2 separate regions of the Anas platyrhynchos genome follow, and region 2 is linked to region 1. The links are chromatin contacts, called in public Hi-C maps. All regions are on one chromosome and are shown on one strand. The core of a region is the stretch at or near the end of the contact, and the rest is flanking DNA. Distances in the headings are between cores, read along the strand shown. Region 1 holds the start of LOC101793288. Region 2 overlaps LOC101793288.

Evidence for each region. Hi-C and Micro-C count contacts between places; a contact is called where the count stands out from the background.
Region 2: a Hi-C map of liver shows a contact between it and region 1, with 7 times the contacts expected there. The contact joins two enhancer-like sites. A contact is called at or near these places in 5 of 8 Hi-C or Micro-C datasets (F1 follicle, liver, skeletal muscle and 1 more).

What each region holds. Positions count from the first base shown.
Region 1 is chr3:13,246,375-13,253,893 of IASCAAS_PekinDuck_T2T, reverse strand. It overlaps LOC101793288, which reads right to left and starts at 6,127. Exons shown (of 26, transcript XR_011808005.1): 1 at 5,570-6,127; 2 at 4,178-4,253. AFTPH (aftiphilin) reads left to right here and starts at 6,440. Exons shown (of 8, transcript XR_003496100.3): 1 at 6,440-6,607. Within about 2 kb of position 2,828, at least 1 of the 8 cell types and tissues checked has an H3K27ac peak or open chromatin away from gene starts, as enhancers often do.
Region 2 is chr3:13,312,058-13,319,576 of IASCAAS_PekinDuck_T2T, reverse strand. LOC101793288 reads right to left here. Exons shown (of 26, transcript XR_011808005.1): 23 at 6,037-7,412; 24 at 4,786-4,954. Among named protein-coding and RNA genes, the nearest start is that of PELI1, 19 kb to the left of the region's middle. Within about 2 kb of position 3,961, at least 2 of the 8 cell types and tissues checked have an H3K27ac peak or open chromatin away from gene starts, as enhancers often do.

The DNA of each region.
Region 1 (7,519 bases), core at 1,579-4,078:
GTACTCACACAACACATCTTCTAGGAGATGGAAGCATTGTCAGACCTGGGAGGAAACAAAGTGTGTTTTCTATACATCACTTTGGCTGTCCATAGCTTGCTGGGTTGCTACCTGTGTCAGCTGTTTTCTCCTCTCAGCTTGCCTGAGTAACACAGTTAAATTGTGGCTGAAGTCAGACTGATCTCAGCCCACACTTGCCTTAAAATTGATGTGCCCTTCACACGCAAGGAAGGGCCAGCATCACTAACAGCTCACTAGTTTTTGTCAGATACTTTGGTTTGTCTATTGCCCTCTCAAAAACCTTGCCTTTGTTAAAGTGTATACACTAAAACACATTTTGCACATGCTGCTGATGAGTTACGTACTTAAGTATGTAGAGGCCAGGTATATGGGTAGTATTACCTCACTGATGTCACTCACTTCTGCCACTTTGAGGATGTGGTCTAAGCCATGGCAGGAAAAACGAGGCTGTTTTGACATTCATGAGCTGGTTAATCCACTAGGTAGCCTTCACATGCCAAGAATGTAAGCCTGCATGTTCATTAGAGGCTCCAAACATGGTTGAGACTTGCAATGGAGTTCCTTAGAAGAAAACAAAAACAAACCCCACTCCCAAACACACGGTACTGAGTGTCAGCAATTCTACCCCTGCCCAAATAAGCCTGAGCCAAAAACCAAAGAACCATATGGATATAAGAGATTTCTAAGGCCCACCTAAAATAATTGTAATCTTTTTTTTTTTTCCCCCTGGAACTACATAGCTTTCTTTGTAGTTCACATATTTAGATTGTTTAAAGACAACTTTGGGATTTTTAATGGCTTGCAAGTCACAAGAAAGTGGGCTGCTGATGTAGTAATGCCTTGTGTTTTTGTAACTGTGACTCCAGTAAAGATAGCTAGGGAGATTTGTATGAAAGAGTAACAAGCTTGCACTCCAAACAAAGGCTTTATATGCTGCATATAAATTAATGTTAATGTCATGCAACTAGAATAGATGGAGGCAGTCCCTTGAAGAACTGGAAAACTTCTGTGGGATACCCATAACAAGAGAAACCATTGCCTGGTGATTTCCCTTGCCCAAAGGTCAATGCTAATGGAATTAGTGGTGATACAGAAGATGTGAGCAGCTGAGATGTTCAGAAGAGTATCTCTGTACCTCTGAATAGCTCTGAGAGGCACTACAGCCCTGGGAGGAAACACGGATCACCACACAGGAGTGGCCATAACAGCTAACACCAACCGTAGGGAGGCCAGGCTCAGCAATTTCCTTTCACTGTCAGCAGAATAAAGATGACACGGAGCAGGAATTAAGACACTCTCAGAACAGAGGGGAACATGGAGCCTCAGGATGCTTGCTGCACAGCCAGCTCACAGACACCAATGGGGTAAAGCTGCTGGTCTCTTCTCAAGGGGGTCCCCATTGTGGCTGGAAGATGCCCAGGGACCAAGAGGCACTCCTGGCTCCCTGATCTCTAACTCCAACAAGAGCCAGGCAGTCTGCATTGATTCAGGACAGAACTCAGGGCCCTAACCACTGCATAAAGAAAAAAACAATGACTGCTTCAGGTCTTTTAGCATCTTCCAATGCTCAAAGACACATCAGCAGTGCAGTTCAGTAGCAGGCCACTTAGCTTATCCTCCTCTCACACAATGCTTTGTTTAACTTAGGTAACAGTAACTGCACAATTTTTCTTTCAATAACTTGCCTATTTAGAAGGCAGAGGAAAGGGCGTATTATCCATTCAGCCAGCTTTGATAATGCCCACCTTTTGAAACCACAGCCACAAACAATTTTCATGTAAAGCTTTCGAGGCTGATTGGTGAATTCAGTCAGACAAGCTCTTTCTGCCTGATAGCGCAGTAGCAGGGGTTATTTCAGCTATAATGGTCTAAGATAAATGCAGTTTTACTAAATTAAAAGCATTTCACAGAACTGTGCCAATTCAGTTGCATGTCAGGATGGGAAAAAATCAAAACATTCTGTGAAGATAAAATGCAAGAGCTTGACTTCCTGTTTTCAATTTGCTTGATTTTCTACTTTTATATTTCATTTTCATGGAAAAAAATTTAAATTAGTTAGCATTGCATTGACAATAGCACAAATGAAGGGCTCTGGCATTAGTGAAATGAAATGATCTGGTAGGCCCAAAGAACATTTTAAACTCATTCTATGGATAATTTCAGATCTTCAACTGTCTGATTCAATTTTGAATTAAAAAAATAGAATCAAGCACCACAATTTCTCAGGAAACAGAACGTCTAGCTTCTGATATGCAGCACTGCCAGACTCAGCAGAGAGGAAAGCAAACTGCCTGAAGTATAAAAACTTATCTAGCTTTTGATTAAAGCTTATTCCATATATAAAGCTTGCACTGCCAGAAGACACATTGTACCATACATATTTTGCAAATAAACAACAACAACAAAACTTATTGTTACTTTTTTATTTGTTTTAAAAGAAAAACTACACTGTTAGCAATCCAGTGTGTTTCAGAAGCTATTCTGCATTATACCATGCAGTAGTGGTGCAGCTTATAGTATAACCAAAAGCTCCAGTTAGGAACCATACTGTAAACTCCAAAATGAGAGATACAAAGCTTCATGTTTTCCCTACAGGTACTCCACTTTCTTGAGAATTATGAATAACTGAGTTTATGAAGCACATGGATGCAGATCATAACAAGTGCTCCCTGTCATCCTCAGTTCCTAAACCAGGAGGAGTGAGCCTGCAGACCTTGTGGGTTTTTGAGACAGCCTTTCTGAATCATTTTGACACACCATGCCATCTTTTTCCATCTAAGACTTCTAAGAAGGCTGCGCCCTCTCCTGACAGTTTAGGACTTAGCAGTAGTGACTCATAAAGCTGGTTTGCTGTGGATAACCAGTTGAGACCTTGGAGTTATCAAGACCAGTCCCACTTCAACTAAAACCTTTACTGCACTACGTAAGAGGGGCTTCGCACTGAGATGGATATCTCAAGATTACAGCGTTTTTTCATAATGTTGTCAGAATAGAAATAACATGGAAGTATAAGACAAAAAAAGGAAACAAGTTCAAAATGTTTGAAGATTTTTAGAACGCTACTCTAGAACAGTCTTCAAATAACACAGTGTCTGTAATCCATGCAATTCTGCGAAGGAAACGTTCATGTGTTGAAAATATAACCTTGAATAGGGTTGTAACTCGTGTTGAAAATATAACCTTGAATAGGGTTGTAACTCGTTGATTCCACTTCATAGAACAAATACATAACACGGCTAATGCTATTATAAAGAGTCAGTCTGCCTTCGTCAGCAAATGTAATCCCCTTCAACCAGCAAAGCTTACGCAGGAATGACTAAAAAAAAAAAATCCCACACATCTTGTCAATCATTCAGGCTACGCCTAAGTGAAGATCACCTTCACTTTTTCATGTAGGACACTTACCTCTCATCTGATCCTGCATTAAAGTTAAATGAATTTTACAGACTCACAACTGCATACTGATTAAAGCTTCTGATCCTAGAAACTACTGAACACCACCAAGAGAAGGAAATTTCCCTCTGGTCAAACTGGCAGGGACCATTTGGAAGGATTTTCTGCCTTTCTTTGTAACTTAGGATATGACTCACTTCCTCAAACCATCCGGGAATTTTACTTAACCATTTTCCTTCTATTCTAGGACCTAATTACTGACGCTGCTGATCTTTCTGGCTCTCTTCCTGTGGTACATGGTTGGGCTTGTGGCTCTTCCACACAAGAGCTTTGCATTTGTTTTAGGGTGCAGGGGCTCAGGTTGCTGCCTGGGTTGTTTAGAAGGCTGTGTGTTTATCCAATATGTTCATTCATATCATTGATGCCTCAGTTGTAGAAGATAATAATAAAATTAGCTCCTCTAATTATGTTATTTACAATATTGCCACAGGGGTGGGTAACACACACAGCCAATGACCATTATATAAACACGGCTGGTACAGGAAAAGATGCTCCATGGACTAACAGCACACTCTGAGGTATATTTTGGGGCTTTAGAACTTAATGGCTGTTGCCAGATATGGGAAAAAATTACCTAATTTGTCTGGTGCTTTACAACTAAGTATTTCACTTCTTTTACAGATTTTTCTCTTCACCCATACAATCGTAAACCACATTTTACACTGGGTGAAGGTCAAAGTTCTTTGATAGCTAAATTGCCTACCTTCCAGTCCCCTCATTGCTTCTCCTCCTCTCCTGCCAGGTCAGCACAAGCTTTACACTGCATTTCTCACACTAAGCTGGAAAAAAAGAAAACAGCCACCAGGTGGCGAAATGTAACACTCACCCAGCCTCATTAATAGTCGCTTATGATTATCTTAAGCTATTGTAACAGGACTCCTAATGTAATTGAAATATTGTATTAACAATATAATTTTCCCATGCTTCCCAGAGGCCTTATATGTCTTATTAAATTAGTAGATTAATTATAATTACTCTTAAAAAGCATTTGAGGCATTTTTATTCACAAACCCATCTCAAACACGAAGAGTCATACGTACAACCCTGTTTTAAGCCTACCTCAGAAAAATTACTGTGTCTAAATATATGCTTAAGCCTCCATAGGAACAAAGTTTTATTATTACGCTTTGATTGCTATTTTATTATTGTAATTTGTCAGCGTGTTGTAACCACTGTAGTGTTCAGTTTGCTACTGTCAAGGGATGTATATCAGGCTTCGCACATTATTTAAAACCTTGTTTTGCATTTTAAAATACTTGGTGTTTGCAGTTTTGACAATACTTACCAATACAGTGTAAACAGGCATTAGGAATGGAAAAAAGCATAAGAAAAAACACACAGAAGTATGCATGTGGTATTTCTCATGATTTTTATTAGTGGTTTTGCTGTTAACGTTCTTTCATCTATGAGATCAAATCATTGTCTGCTTGTGCTCCTTGGGGAAAAGGGCACATAAAAAAAATATAAAAACCACAGTATCCCCCTGTGTGCTTTCTTGACAGTCTTTCTACCCCTTTTGACTGAATTTGCACAGTAAACAAGTGAACTAAACCACAAAAATACAACCTTGAGAAACCCAGTTCAACTAAAGGAAGATTTGACTAGAGTTGCACTTGAAACTAGCCTATGCACAGACCTTCTCTATTAAATGGAGACACTTATGAATCTCATTTCCCAGAAACAAATTTGTACCAAGCTACACTTTGAAGGAGGCAACTCTGGCAGCCCCCAGTGCTTACGAACTGAGGTTTCAGCTTGACGCAGGCAGGCCCTCAGGGACTCCACGAGGATTAAGTGGTTTGTAAGCTCTGAAGTTCAAGAAGTTTGCCCCCTGGTCACGCAGAGACATAAAAGGTGGAATAGCGATCCTGCTGTCTGTTCCAGAGGTGGATTTGGAAACAGGATTGTGGGATCATATACATGGGATCAGACTACTTCCCCCTAAACTTCAAAGGGGCAAAATTTTGCAATCAACGATTTCCTATGCAGGAATGTTATCCTAACCCTCAAGAATCAGAAATGAAGCCACCTCATAACACAGGCAAAACCAAAATCTCTTCAAGAGATTTTGAGAAGAGATGCTCTGAGCCCTCACCGAGTCCTCACACCAGGGGCACCCATCCTCTGCAGCGCTGCTCCCACTGCGAAGCACTGTCCTCTCTCAGCTCTCCTCCTGCCACTTTCCTCGCTGAAACACTCCGACAGATTCTCCCCGATTCCTCAGCTCTATTTTGGGGGTTCTTTTTTTATGTTCCCACCGGTTTGCCGGACCTCTCCGCGGAGAAACTCCCTCACGGCCCCGAGCCCCCTCACCGCGGCAGCCGTGAGGGCAGGGCACGGCTCCTGACAGGATTCCCGGCTCCGCACCCGAGCAGCCTCCCTCAGGCTCCACCTTGCGCAGCCACAGGGCACCTCTTAAAAAAAAATAAGACTTAAATCCCTCACATTCACTAGGTGAGAGCACGGAAAGCACCGCAACACGGGGCTCGCAGCTGCAGACCCCAGCCCGCTCCCTGAGGCACCAGAGGGGCTGTGCAGACTGGGGGAGACCCGAGGGTCCGTGGAAGTTGTCGGGGAGCCGTTATGCGGAAATAACGGCCGCCAGGAGAAAAGAAAAAAAAAAAAAAAAAAAGGAAAAAAAAACCCGCTGCCCTCACTCAACATGTCGGCCACGGCTTCACCTCCCTGCCAGCCGCTCCCCCGCCTCACCCCTCGTCCAAGATGGCCGCCCTGCCGCGGTAGGGGAGGCTTGCCAGCACTCAAGATGGCGGCCGCGCAGCAGCGCCGCCGTTTCCCTTAGCGGAGCAGCCGCCACCACCGCAGCATTGCTCGCCCGCTCGTCGTTTATTTATCCGCCTCGCCCGCCCCGGCGCTGCCCGCCTCTCCGGCCGCCGCTGGGAGCGACGGGGGCGGCGGCTGTGCGGGGCCAAGTGGGCGGCGGCAGCGGGGCAGGAGGCGGTGGCCGCCGGGAGGGGGCCGGGCTGCCGCGACGCGGTTCCTGTCGCCGTGACATGGGTTCCCCCTCGATGGCGGCTGCCGCGGGAGGCCTCAGATAACCGGCCGCGTCCCCTCTCCCCTTACCCCACCGCAGCCATGCCCGCCCGGGCCCCGCCGCCCCCCGCGCAGCCCTCAGGTAAGAGGCGGCGCCGCCGCCGCAGCCGCGGTCCCCTCGCCTCGGCGGGTCGCCCAGCTGGGGGGCGGCCGGTTTCCTCCGGGCCTCGGCCGGGGAAGGGCACCCCATACCCCGCGGCAGCGAGCGGGGGATCCCCAGGGCTTGTCCTGCCTCGCCCGGGCCCTGCGAGGGGATCTCCTCTCCGCCCTTCCTCCCTCCCTTCCTCCCTCCCTCCCTCCAGCCGCGCCCGGCGGAGGCTGAGGTGAAAATCCCCGCAGCGGCCAGGGGTCGGACCTCAGCCCTCGGCTTTGTCCCTTGGAGAGCCCCCCGGGGACGTGGGGACAGCCCCAAGGGCCCCAAGGGCCGGGCACGATCGTGAGGTGGCGGCTGAGGGCCGAGGGCTGGGGCCGCCCTGCGAGAGGGGGGCTCGGGGCGTGTGGTGCGGAGCCACCGCTGGGGCTGGCCCCGGGGCTTGGTTTCTGCTGCTCTGCCTCGCCTCAGAGGGGCAGGAGCTGCGTTCGGGCGAAGATGACACTCCAAAAAAAAAGTTATGTGGTGGGTCGGGTGTTATTCCTCAATGTAACGCCGTTCTGAATATCAGCAAAAACGTTAAAGCGCGTATTAAGTGCTGAAATGCATACTGAGCACTGACGCTTCAGTTTGTTGTTGTACGTGGCGATCCAACAAACCCAAATATTCTTCTTAGAGAAGAACAGTTTCTTAAACGAAGGGTTAAGCCCTAGCATTCCTTCAGAGTGTCACTGAGTTGGTTTCTTGGTGGTGGCAGCCCCTTTCGTCCAGCTTCAGCGCCCTGCACAGAAATCGAAACTTTGGGAAGTTTGCTGCTCCATTTGAAGTAAACATCTGCTCGTAAATGAACTGAGGTACCACAAAAAACTTCATTAACAGGAGCTGTACCGCCTTGGTCACATA
Region 2 (7,519 bases), core at 2,712-5,211, 65 kb before region 1:
GCAATGAGAGACTTCAAACATGTCCATTAAAAAAAAAATAATAATAAAAAAGGAAAGAAATGGAGATGTTAACTCATCCTTAAGGCTTTAATTAGAGCGCTGGCAGGGGGCAGGTAGATGGCTCGGCAGCATCTCACGGGCTTTGCGAGAGGGATCGCAGCTCTCCAGCTGCTCGGGCTGAAGTTGCAGGTAGAGAGGTCACGCCTCAGAAGAGAAGAGAGAGGAAAAAAAAGGTTGTAATGTTGATTTAGCTGCCTGCTTCCCACCGGGGGGGGGGGGGGGGGGCAGGAGAAAGCTGGAAAAAAGCAGCCACGAAGCTGCGCTCCGCTCCGATTGCCATCAGCTTTGCAGCTGGGACCGAGTTTCTCCACACTGGAGGAGGAAGAGCAGGACACAGCAGGCACCAGCAGCTCCTCAGGGGGTTGCAGATGATGGTTTCCTCATGGACCTTCACTAGATGGTGCTCTACACCATCCCTTCAAAGCCCCTTTGCAGCCTGAGAAGGTTTCCGTGCTGCGTTTTCAGCTGCAATCCCAAACGGGAGGAAAAAAAGGGCTCTTTGGGGAGGTGTTTCCTGCAGGGGCAATGCTGCGGGGTGGTGGTGGTGGTGGTGGGGCTTGGAGGAGAAACCATCCAGCAGCTCCCTGCTACGCCGAACCTCAGGGAAATGCTGAGAGGAAGAGGAGCTCAGCTGGAACGAAGAGTACATGTAGGGTCTGCAGCTCCTTCCCAAAGCATCCCAGCACCTCCAGCACCTCCAGTCCTGGCAGGAGCCACGAGGCCGGACCTCGTGGTGCCTCCTCCTTCCTCCCTTCAAAGTCCCGGTGCTGCCTCTGCCGCAGGGCGCTGGGCTCGGGGGCTGAATTATGGCTCTGTGCCGCAGGGTGGATGCTCTCCAGCAGCCTCCTGAAGCCCGGCGAGCTTGCTGCGCTGAGGCAGAGCTCCTTCCAGCTTAGCAAATTGAGCTTTTAAGCCGAGCTCGTCAGCCAGGAGATAAACACACTTGAAGTGTGTTTATTGCCCTTTGATAGGGAATACGATGCGTGGTTTTATACAGCGTGGGAGAGGAGAGGCTCCAGGGTGGCTCTCTGGCTGTGCAGGAGCTTTCCAGCAACGGAGATGGGGCTGCTTCAGAAAGAAAAAGGCTTTCAAGGCTTCAGCTCCATCCCCTTGCCTGCTTGCCATCTCCTCTGCTCCCTTTGCTTTCCTTTGGGGTTTCTTCACATTAGAGCCTCCGTGCCGTGGGTATTTTCAGCACGCACAGCATAAGATGTTTACCTTGAGAAGCCATCGAGAGCATTCGAGAGGCTCTTCAGAGCTTCCTGGGCCCTGGCAGAGCAGATCTGCCAGAGCCTGAGCAAGCAGATCGGCTCTGTGAGAATGAGGAGCCAGTCTCCTGCTCAGATGTTGGGGCTGGGGAACTGCCCCCCGCCCCCCCCCCCAGCTTTCAATAAAATAATTGGGCCCAGCCTGAAGGCATCTCAAGAAGGATCTTTAGCAGGCATCGCTGCTACAGGCAATGAAGTTGTTTCTGCGTGGATTCAGGTAGGGCTTTCTTCCAAGGCAATAGATTTGATTATTATTTTTTTTCTGGGTTTGCCACGATCTTCTTCAAGTCTTCCTTCAGGCCTTGGCACCATCCAGGTCTCCTGAAAAGTCATTCCCTGCACAGCTCCAAGCAGTCCTCTTGCTGAGGAGAGGTGATGCTGGGGCTCCATCACACACTCTCCTCCCACTGCGCCCTCACCTGCTTTGTCTTCGGTGTCTCAGTCCTCTCCTGGTGGGCTCTGCCAACAAAACCATCCATCCGGGATGCCCCTTCCAGCTCCGCACAGTTACACCTACCCCAGCTCTGCAGAAAGCAGATGGACATCTGCCACTTCTCCCGGTTTGAGTTTGCTGCAGGGTCAGGCAGAAACTGCTGCCTGCCTTTGCTGTCCCCATCGCCACGGCAGGCTGGAGCTGCTCCAGCATCAGGGACACCTCGCTCTGATGCCAGCTGCGAGTCCAAATTCCCCAGAGCTGCAGTGCAGAAGCACTGACGGAGCCCTTGCTATGACGCTGCGCGCATATGCTTTGTGGTAAGGCCGTGATAACTATCAAATGCTTCTTTTCCCACTTTCCCAGCAGGGCACCGGCGTTGTTGCCATCGCCCCGTCTCCTCGTCTCTTCAGGAGCGCCCTCGAGGACCGGCTTTGCATTTGGCTGAACGAGATGTTCTCGTTTGAGGAAGTGCAGCAGGGTTTCTCCTTGTTTTTTTCCACCCGTCCTCACAAACCGCACCAGCCGGGTGAGGCAGGCAGCTTTTCCTCCTGCTGCTCTGAGCAGGGTGCATCCCAGAGCAGGTTGGGTGGTGTCCTCCTCCCGAGCAGACGTCTTGGGACGCCTCTTGGGTAGGGGGAGAAATTTCCACAGTGTCACAGCACCGCCCCATGCAATGCCTTGTGTGGCCCTCAGCCAGTCTGGTCATCGTGGGTCGTATTGGGCACAAACAACAGGATTTGCAGCGCTCACGTGGGAGCTCGATTAGTTCAGGTGTGATTGCCAAAATAGTCTGTGCACGGGCACCCAGTTAATTCATGCATGTGTGCCCCATTAATTTATGCACAGGAGCTCAAATCGTTCATGCATAAGCACCAAATTAATTCGTGCGAGAATCCCCAATTAATTCGTGCATGAGGACCCAATTAGCTGATGCATGAGCGCCCAATTAATTTATGGATGAGCCCAATTACTTCATGCATGAGCACCCAAAATGCTCAAGCATGAGCAAGCAAAGAATTCACTCATGGGTTCTGGAGGAGTTGATGCGTTAGCACCCAACCTTTGCTCGTGCATGAGCACCCAATTAATTCATGCACAGCGCCTGACCAGCTCGTGCACGAGCACACGGTTAATTTACATGTGTGTTCCTATTAGATTTACCTGTGTGCACTTCATCATTTCACAGCCAAGCACCCAATCCACGTGTGAGCACCCAATTCATGCAGGTGAGGTGCACGGGGCCCCTTCACTCTGACACCTGCAGCTACGCGGTGACCCCTTTCTGCCAGACCAGGAGGTGCCCACAAAATCCACTACGCCAACCCATCAGGAACGTCTGTGGGGAGCAAGGTGTCCCCAAAAGAGCAGCAGGGCGGCTGGGAGGGTGCACTTGGCAGGGAGGGCAGCCCCAAAGTCCCACCAGTGGGCAGAAGCTTTCCCCAGTTTGATTTTAATGGGATTAAGATAGAGCCTGGGGGTGAGGGAGCCCAACCAGCTGTTTCGTAGCTCTTGGACATTTTTGCTCAGCCACCCTGCTCCTCTCAAAGCCCCGAGGGCTTTCCATAGCAAGCTGTTCCTTCAGTCTGCTCCTGGAAAATACACGTTGGTGCTGGGGAAGGCAGTAGCAGCGTTTTCCAGCTCTCAGCATGCCGATGTCATGCTCACCAGCCCTGCCTGCGGAGCCAGGGGATGCTCTGCTCTCCAGTTCACACCCACGCACATGGGCACAGGCACAAACACTGGGGTTTTTGTCTCTTGGATGAAAATAATTCATGTTATGGGTCACTGAAGCCAAATTCTTTCCAGCACCGCCCAGTTTTTAAAGCTATTAGAACAACATCAAGACGAATCGAGTTACCAAATGGTGTCACCACCACTTCCAATGCTCCCTGGCCCCAATCAGTCCCGTCCCAAGCGAGCTGCATCTTCTCTCAGTGCCTTAAACATAACCGAGGGCTTTTGAGCTCCTTTCTTCCCCAAGAGGCAAGAAAAAACACAGCTTTCTGGTGTGGACACTCAGGGTTTTGAGGCAAAGTTTCCAGCTCCCGAGGCTGATGTGTGCCCCTGCAGGCTCTGCTGGGAGCAGGGTCAGGATCTCGCGCTCATCCAGCATTTTTTCCCACGTGTTCATGCCCGATCCTGTGACTCCTCGCCGAGATGTCTTTGACAGAGGGAGCTGAGCTAATCTCCCAACACAGGGCTGTCCCGACTCCGCGCAGATAAAATAAATATTTAGCTTTAAAGCATCTAACAGCTTTCAAAGGGCCCGGGATGGCCCGTGCATGTTTAGACTGCGCGCACAGCAAAGGGTGCGCATCCCTTTAATCATCGCCGGTTGTCTTTGGTGCTTTTATCTGCAGATCTTCGCTGTCCTCTACGCAGAGGCTGCTCCTGTTCCTCTCGGCTTTGCAGATAAGGCAGTGGAGGCACAGCCAGGGTTTGCCCCAAGCCCAGAGGATGAGCTCCTCATGGGAGGAGCACCAAATAGCAGAGCAGGACCACCACAGGAGGAGCACCAAGCTCCACACACGGCCAGGACCATCATGGGAGGAGCACCATGCTCTGAGCTGTGGAGTCCAGCAACTCCTCTCTTCTAGGGGTCACCAAAGAGGAACGAGATGAGTCCTAATTTGAGAAATGAGCCATGTTTTTCTCTGGAAGTCTCAGACTTTAATGAGAGCCTGACCCAGGACCTTACAGCCTTTTTATTATTATTTTTTTTTAATTCCTTTTGAATTAACATATTTGCTCACTCGGTTCAAATGCATATTTCCCCTGACCCACAGCTACTTTGATGCGAAGTTCTTCCAAATCAGATTTCCCCAGGAATTTTTACTGAACACGACTGTCTCCCAGCTGTGGTAACATCCAGCCCTCAGGAGCGAACAGAGCTAAACTGACGGACAATCCCTTACCTTCCTCGGATAGAGGCTGCTGCGCACAGAGGATGAGCAAGGACGAGCTGGGGCCGGCCCCAGCCAGCAGAAGGAGGTACCCCAGGCTCAGCACTGGGTTGCCTACCTGGTGGTGGCTTGGCTGATCCTTATTTTTCCCTACAAGGAACCTCATGGTGTCCAGCTCCACCAGCTCCATACATCTTCCAGCTCCAGTCATCCTCCAGGTGGCTCCAACCTCCAGCCCCACGGGGAGGCAAGGCAATCGGGGGATTCAGGTTTCATCCTAGGCTGGGCTAGGAGAGACATACAGGCAGTTAACAGGGCCCTGAATTACATTTTTCAGTTAAAAAGAAAAAAGAAAAAAAAAGAGAGAGAGAGAAGAAACAACAACAAACTCTTTTTTTTTTTTTTTAAAGGTTTTGTACTCCTAATGCCACCAGCTTTCCAAGAAATTTTAAATCCAGTAAAATTCACCCAAATCCGATAATCGCTCATGAAAACAAAGGCTGGGCAGATTATTTTTGCAAAAATGTTGGCAGGCTTGGGGCTTCGTGAAACGCAGCTTTGTTGAATGATCCGCTGTGGGGAAAAACGCACATCATTGGTATTTCTGGTTTTGGAAAACAACTGGAACCGAGGCATTTCAGAAGGAACGGCCTTTAAAAATAGCACACTGCGAACTAGAAGGGGAAGGTTCACACTGTTAGTTTTCAACCCTGTTTTCCCCCCAGCTAAAAGGAAAGGGGTGGGAGGGGGGGGTGCTGATATTTTTAGGCTCCTGTTCGTGCCACTGATGCAAGGAAAGCTGCTTTTCCCAGAGCTGGCAGGGGCTCACTGTGGCAGGACGGCTGTGGGAACGTCTGCCTGCCCCAGCTCTGGGGAAACGAGGCTGGAAGGAGGTTTGGGGGCCAGGAGCTTAGTTGTGGGTGGCCAGGGTAGGGGCTCACCCAGCCCTAGCATTTTGGGGCCATTGCCAGGGGATTTCTTGCAGGGAGGTCTGCACAAGATGAACGTGGCGCTGCTGCGGCTCCTCAGCAGTGCTCAGAAACAGGCCTCTGAGGAGCTCTTTGCAGCTTGTTTTGGGGTGGTGAGGGTGGGATTAGGAGCAGCAATGCTCCTGCACAGCCCCACAAGGAGGGGAAGCTCCAGCAAGGCAGAGGGGTCCCTGCAAAAGACAGGGCATGAACAACGTAGGAGCCAGGAGCTCTGTTTTAGGCATGTGTAGGGTTTGCAGAAGTGATGTGCTTGCATATTGACACAGAACACTGGCATTAGCAACTTTATTTAAAAATAAAATGCAAGAGAGGGACAAGAATCGCATAACATAGGTTGTGTTTGTTAAATGTAAAAAAGAGCCTATTTTAGGAGAATTCACCTTCGTAATAACACTGCAAGGTATTCAGCATGTGAAAGCAGCAGCAATTTGGGAAAACTTTCCCAACACCACCCAGGCACCATCAATTCCAGTAGGTACAGGAAAGAGAGGCAGTGGTCTGACAATGCAATCAATTTGTTCTCAGCCTTCCTAACAGTGGTGGAGCCATGTGACAAAGCACTCAGCTAGGATGAACTCACTCTACCTAGTCCAAAAAAAAAAAAAAAAGAGTTTAATTTTTAAACGGGCACCCTTTGAAGGAGCAGGCTTCAACTCAGATCAGGCATCATCTTGTGGTTATGTCTGACCTCCTGCCAGAGCAGCTACAAGCTGTTCTCCAGCAGGAGGCAGGCAGCCAGCACAAGTTGTGCACTGCACAGCTCAGGGAAAAGCAACCCACTGCTCCCACCTGCCCCAGATCTCATTTGTCTTGCAGGTGGAGCAGGAGAGGCACAGATCCTTGTTATTGCAGGTCCACAGATGGAGTCACTGACACAGTAACAAACTTAGCTGAGAAAGTCAGGAAAAAACACGGCAGAGGCCCAGAGACCATAATACCTGCTGAAAAGTGAATGCATCTTCAATTTTTAGTCATCAGAGCTACAATAACCTGAAATACGATGGCAGTTGTGCCATCCCTCCACCCTGCTCTTGCACATCATACATTAGAATTAACACCCCAGGAGTCAATCTCTAGATTTGCAGCATCTGTTCTCATTGTGACAAACAGAAGCAGGAAAGGGAGGGCTGAGGCTTGCAGATGCCCAGTGCTGGATGGCCGCTGGCCAAAGTCAGTAAGGAATGAAGCCTCCCACTGCCCACCACAGCTCCCAGGGACGGCTCACCCAGAGATGCACTTTAACATAACAAAATCTCAGGGAAAGAATGTGGGCAACTGTCTGTGCAAGCCTGCCAGGCATCTCTTGACAGCCTTCATCACACTGGAAGGAGCAGAGCCCCAGCTTAGTCATCAGGAAGGTTTTCAGAGCTGCTCAGCTGCAGGACCTCTTCCTCCACTGATGCAGAGTTGAAAAAATGAAGGAGGGTGCAGATTCAAGGTGGGGCTGTGCCTAGCTGATCTGAGAGAACATGGGAGGAGAGCTGATTTGTAGACACAAGCCCTAATAATTCAGAACAAAGAAAGAGGAGAAAAAAAGACAATTGATACTGGAAGGAAGGAGCAGTGGATACAGGATGCCCAATTCTCATTTCTCCCTCGGAAGTATCTGCCACAACATCACCATGTCAGAGGTCTCAGGCCACTGTGCCTGATGGATGTGGGGTTCTTGGTGCTTCCAGTGGTCTCTTACAGTGCCTCCAGATGACTAATCCCAGGCGAACAGCAAAGATAAAACAAGTCACTGCCAGCAGTGTAACTGGAAGAGAAACACAAATACGTTAGCAGAGGAGAGAAAGTCAGTGCTCCTTGTCTCACTCTAGCTCCCAATACAGCAGGCATTCAGGGAAAGTGGTTAGCACAAAA